2 separate regions of the Xenopus laevis genome follow, and region 2 is linked to region 1. A link is a contact called in public Hi-C data. All regions are on one chromosome and are shown on one strand. Each heading gives the region's core, a stretch centred on a gene start, on an enhancer-like site or on the middle of the called end of the contact. The rest is flanking DNA. Distances are from core to core; before and after follow the strand shown.

Region 1 (2,916 bases), core at 200-2,699:
GAAAAGGGTTACTGGCTATGACCAACAGAAGGAATCGAGCCTCTCAGCAGGACCTGATTGATGTAGGGCAGATCCCTGCGTTTGCCGAAATGTTTTCCGAATTACCGCAAATCCTCCATTGTAAACATTCCCTTGGCTCTGCGCAGTATAGAGTCCTTGGTTGCATCATACGGGTGTTCTTTTGAAGGAATCTCAAGTACTGCAGGGATGGAGATGGTGTGCGTGTCAATTACATGACGGATCATCTCAGCAATGAACTGGTTGATCAAAATAATGCCTATATCATCACGATTTAGAAAACTTCTACAGAAATAATGGATAGAAAAGAAAAGAATCATTATAAAACCAAACAAACAGTAACAAATATAGGAGCACTGCTACTTCAAAGCAAAATCAACAAATATATATATGTCTTTTAAAGAATCATATGGACCCCATGGTACCACCTAATCCTTTATAAGAACCTGGGGATCCAACACTTTGAACAAATGTGTCAACAATTTCAAACTGGTGACGAGGGGTCATTCATGCACCCTGGGAGCAACGGACACAATTATTTGCTCCTGTGGCTTACACACAGCTGAATGATGGGATATCAGCCTGTAAACCAATCAGCTGGCAATAATGTTATTATGGGGACTTTATTGCAGTTTGGGGATTTTAATAGACAGCTGGACAAGCTGTTCTATCAGTACAGTCATATGTACCTCTATCAGTTGATGAGACATGAGCACCGCAGGCACAAGGCAGAAAAAACAAAATGTTGCTGCACTGGGTTCTACAAGTGACTTTGGGTGATATGTTGAAGCAGAGTGTAGGGCAAGCAGGTTACAGACAGTAGCATGCTGATGGGAAAGGCACACAACACTAACAAATGCAGATTGTGCTCTTTCTGGTCAGTCTCCTGCAGGTTTACAGTAAATAATCAGTCTGTTCCCTGCACACAGCAGCCATGGGAACTGGATCAGTCCCCTTATGTGGAAGATCAGGTCCCAGAATGAGGAACAATGAGTCTCCATACACTAAAGCTGGGGGAAGGGGGGGGAGGTCAGGCCACAAAATATCAAGTACATCTTAGCTACTCTAATTCTAAGGGTTAATTCTATCTAATTCATTGTACAGAGAGAAGGGCCCAAATACTCCCAGCATCCCTCGCTAGACTAGACATATGGCAGCCTGTAGGCGGGTCCATGGCCCTCCACTTCACACATGCATTCACCAGAAGAACACCTATCCCATCTCACCTGAACGTCTCTTCGATCTCGGTTACGCTCGTCTCCTTCTCCACCACCAAAAAATTGGGTTTCCGGTTCTTGTTCAGCTCCCCGATTCCACCGAGTAAGAAGCCGGTGACGGTGTCCTCGTCCCCGATAACCGCTATCAGCTTGCCTCGAACTAGACCCCCGGCCATCTTCTATTAAACACTCTAGCGCGCACACACTCTGTCACACCGAACCGAATGTCACTACACTGCTCTAAGCACTGTCTCCGCCCGCAGTCACCTGACAAGAAGAACCCGTCACATGACTCAACGCCCCCTGAAACGCCTGTATCAGCTGAGCTGTAGGGGGCGTGTCCCGGTGATGTCAATCTGTAGTTTAATAACCGGCCTACACTTGCTGCAAATATAATCCACGTTCTGCCCTGGTTGTGCATTAAAGCCCCGTAGTGTACGTGATTTATGTGGATTTATTTAGTATCAATACTGAGCTTTCTTCCCAGAATTCCTTCTCTTTTATAGCTTTATTAAGACGTTCCAAATTGACAAGGGCGAGATGCCTGCATTGTGTTGGCTGACAGTTTGTAGCACCTTGCTTGACACCTTGTAGCCGTATCCATGTCTGGATTCTTGCTTCTCTAATTCAGACAGGCCCGGATTTGTGGTAAGGCCACCAAGGCCCCGGCCTAGGGCATCAGGATTTTAGGGGGGGGCATCAGTGGCCTAACTAGATATTACTGGGCCCCACAGCAAATTATTTTTCAGGCCCTCAAAATGTCTAGAAGTTGACCTGTTTTGGCAACATTTATTGAAATTGTATATGAATTAGTGCCTCATGGGGCCCCTATACCTACAGGGCCCCCCTGCAGGCGCAGGGTCTGCTTCCTAGTTACGCCCCTGGGGGGCATGCTGCCTAATAGGGTTGCAATCCCTTAGTGTGATTGCATTCAGTCCAATTTCTGTAGTTACAAAGTTCCAGAGGATAGTGGTTACCAGCCGGATTCAGACCTCCTCGTGGCGCTTGTACTGGACCGATGTGCGTTCTCCGTTACCCCCTTTAAAGGAGAACGCACATCAGTCCAGTACAAGCACCACGAGGGACTTTGGTCCTCTGGCACTTTGTAACTACAGAAATTGGACTGAATGCGATCACACTAAGGGAAAGTGAGTGTATTTATTGATGTTTTTAAGAAGTCATTTTAAATAAAACGGTATTATACTTTTTCCGGCTTTTATCCTTGCTCTGGAGTCCATAGAAGGTGCGAGGTCGAACTAGGATCGCACAGGAGGATTTAATAGACACGCTTGACCACGAGAGTGGTTTGTAAGTAGTCATTTTTTCTAAACGGTGGAGGTGTTCCAGATTTGAAACATGTAACCAACTGCCGCACTGGAGACCAATCTTTATTCTTTATTTGCACCCCTATAGTGTTTGTTCTCTCTAACCAGATGCATATTAGAGAAATGGGAGCACTTCCAAAATAAGTCAGTTTAAAGCACTTGGTGATAACCCTCATTTTAAGTGAACGTATTACGCTATGTTGATTCCTAATTTCTGTTGCCACAGGCGCTGATTCCTTTGTATATATTTCCCTGGAAGTATACACATTCGTTTGGATTCCGAAATCAAACCTTCTTCCCAAATGCAGAGGCTGAGTCAGAAGTTTTTTCCACAAACATGATGATTAGTAGAAACC
Region 2 (2,916 bases), core at 251-2,750, 140 kb before region 1:
ATTCAGTTATAGCGATAAGAGATGGAGAGCAGGAATGAAAAGCAGATTAGACCTATAGCAATGGAAAGGATAGAAGGCTGCACAGAAATGATGGTGGCAAGGAGAATTTGGAGACCATCGCATGATGGGGACAATGAGAGAATGATTTTTTTTGTTGGGCATGAAGGAAACTGAGTTTAGGGGCTTTTTACATCTCCATAATTCCTTATTCACTTGTTCTCCAAGCATTCTATGGGGCAGATTTACTCTCTTCTCAGTTACTAACCCTCCTTAAAACCTTCATAGTGCTTAAATATCAGATTTAGTAAAGAGTGATTTAACTCCATTGTCCATACTGCACTGTACCAGAACAAAAAATGCATTGCAGGCCATTATCTTAACTGTTATCTGTGGAGACATAGGAAAGGAGGTAGGAAATTTACACAGCAGTTCAGGTACTGAGACACCGTCAAGGACAGCATGTAGGAGAAACAACGAGATATCTCACCTACAAGAAAAGAGCTGACACATTAACAACACAAAAACAAGTTCTAGGATTCTGCAAGGCATTCATAATTACACGTACAATACATTTAATGATATTAGGTAAGAGCTAGTCAAGTAAATACACAACTAAAATTACATTTTACAATAATGTAGAATGTGTCTCCACTTGCAGAATAATCAATACAAGTGGAGTATTGTATCAAGTGGATAGAATTTGATGTCATGATACATATAAACCTTTATATTTAAGTGAGAAGGAGTTATCGTGCTCTGCCTCCTAACTAGTGTCGGATTTAGCCATTCTAAATTATTCTGTGCAAAGCAAGCCTAGCTTGAACATATGCAAACTGTCCTTTTGTACAGGCTGCTGTGTATTAAAATATCCTTAATAGATCTTTTATTTTTAATTGTGCAGCCTGACAGTTATCTAACATGCACATGGTATTTTGTTACATAAACATACATAGATAACTGCCTATTTTAAAGCAAATATTTACACTGCATGTATTGCCTATACTTTGGAATATGGGAGAGCAGAGTAAAAGAAACCAGGGCTGTAATCAATAGGATGTTTTCCCACAACATATGCTCCTGTCAGAAATTCATGAACAAACCACACTGGGGTTTTTTTTTTTGAGTTCTTTAAACATTCTTTCAACATGTCTTTTTGAAAATGACTTAATTATACCCTGAAAATAAAATCAGAGGTTGTTTCTCCAGAGTTCAACTTCTAAAATGCAAAAGCATTTTTAACAGATAATTACTTTTTTTGAAATTAAATGATTTCTCTTAAACTGAACTTTGAAGAGAAATTAGTAACATCAAGTAGAGGAAATGAGCCATGTGTGCCCTTACCTTACTCATCAGGCTGCAAAACTCGATAATCTTGGTGAAAGATGTACCAGGGGGGCATGATCTGCCCAGGTTATTCTTTAGTGAGTTCCATAATCTGGCAAGGAGGGTCATACAGGCACACAGCACTTGCACACTAGACAGAGGAAGCAGACGGGAGATGCAGAGCTCAGAGGGCTTAAAGTAATACCCAGAGAGGAGGCTGAGGCAAGCAGCTGCTGGGAAGGAGGAGGGAGAAAAATCTATATGCTTCTCACCTCCATAGACACAAAATATACTGATCAATGCACATTCCTGGCCTCATGCTTTAACCATAATTCATTCTACATGGATTTAATCAGGTGAACAATTACTACATTACTTGACATGTCACAGATTATACTGTGTGTTATGTAATAATTTTGTATGCATTGGTTTTCTTTTTAAACATGACATTCAAGAGCTTTCCAACAAAATTCGTTTTGTGTGTGTTCTTAATATGGCCACTAGATGACAGTAAAAACAGAGATGTGGTTGAAAATCCACACCTGAGCATACTAATCTCCTGAGTCAATGGACTCTAAAAATTACTGAGCTGTTATCATAACAATGGAAAAGAACTAATATCCTGCCACTAGAAAAAGAAAAACATATAACCAGGGTGTAATTACAGAGGAATCCGGCCCTGTGGCTGAAGGGGGGGGGCAGGAGTGTTGGGGGTCCAGTAAGGTCCTAATTAAAGAGAATTTTCTATATATCTTGGTAGAATAAGTCAATTTACCAATATGTTGTGGCCCTAAATTGAATTTCCTATGGAGTCCATTAATATCTAGTTACACCACTGCATATAGCCAAAATCGGTATGATATTTTTTATTTGATGAATACACATGTAAAATAGGGGTTCTACTGTATGATGTTAACACAGCATTTAATTCTAATGTACCTGCTTGTCTCATAAAGCAGGGTTTGTCAACATTATATCACCCCAGAACAACAAGACAACCTTTTCTACTACTCATACTACTATTACCTTCCATCTTAACTCTATGGATATTCAAATATTCACAACATTCCCTTATCATTTAATTGTAAGACAGTGAAGTGAATGGGAGCCACATGGTAGGAAATAAGGGTCCACATATGACAACCAAATCACCAGTTTGACATACCTGTCTTAGACATCTGGTAAGCTCCTTCTACACCAAGCTGATTTAATAATGTTCTTAGTGGTAAGAGTAGGGTGATATGGCACTCCTGTGTATGTGCACAATGTGTGTGGACAGCTCTGTATGGTCTAAAATGTGTTTCAATATCTAGGAAGCTTTGCTGTGTGACTTAGATATTATCTCCTGAATCAGTTGTCAGAATGCCTAAAAATTATCAGAGTGCCCCGACCACATTTAATGTAACTATAATATATATGTATGTATTTATTAAGGAGTGATGACTAGCACTGAATTCCTCAAAAGACATTTCAAAATTTCTTTTGGTGTTTTGTGTGCAATGATCTATGTACCCTTTGATACACATGATGACCCATGGCTCTCGAATGTATATTGCCAAGAATAATAATATCCTTTTCTGCTTTTTGCCATAA

The links. Hi-C and Micro-C count contacts between places; a contact is called where the count stands out from the background.
Region 2: a contact with region 1 is called in a Hi-C map of the XTC cell line, with 3 times the contacts expected there. The contact joins the promoter of LOC108711248 here to the promoter of atp6v1f.L in region 1. A contact is called at or near these places in 2 of 4 Hi-C or Micro-C datasets (the XTC cell line and animal cap).

Annotation. Positions count from the first base shown.
Region 1 is chr3L:93,112,720-93,115,635 of Xenopus_laevis_v10.1, reverse strand. atp6v1f.L (ATPase, H+ transporting, lysosomal 14kDa, V1 subunit F L homeolog) reads right to left here and starts at 1,449. Exons shown (of 2, transcript NM_001089830.1): 1 at 1,245-1,449; 2 at 1-303. The coding sequence starts at 1,411. The coding sequence ends at 102.
Region 2 is chr3L:93,251,826-93,254,741 of Xenopus_laevis_v10.1, reverse strand. It overlaps LOC108711248 (cadherin-related family member 5-like), which reads right to left and starts at 1,500. Exons shown (of 17, transcript XM_041586612.1): 1 at 1,342-1,500.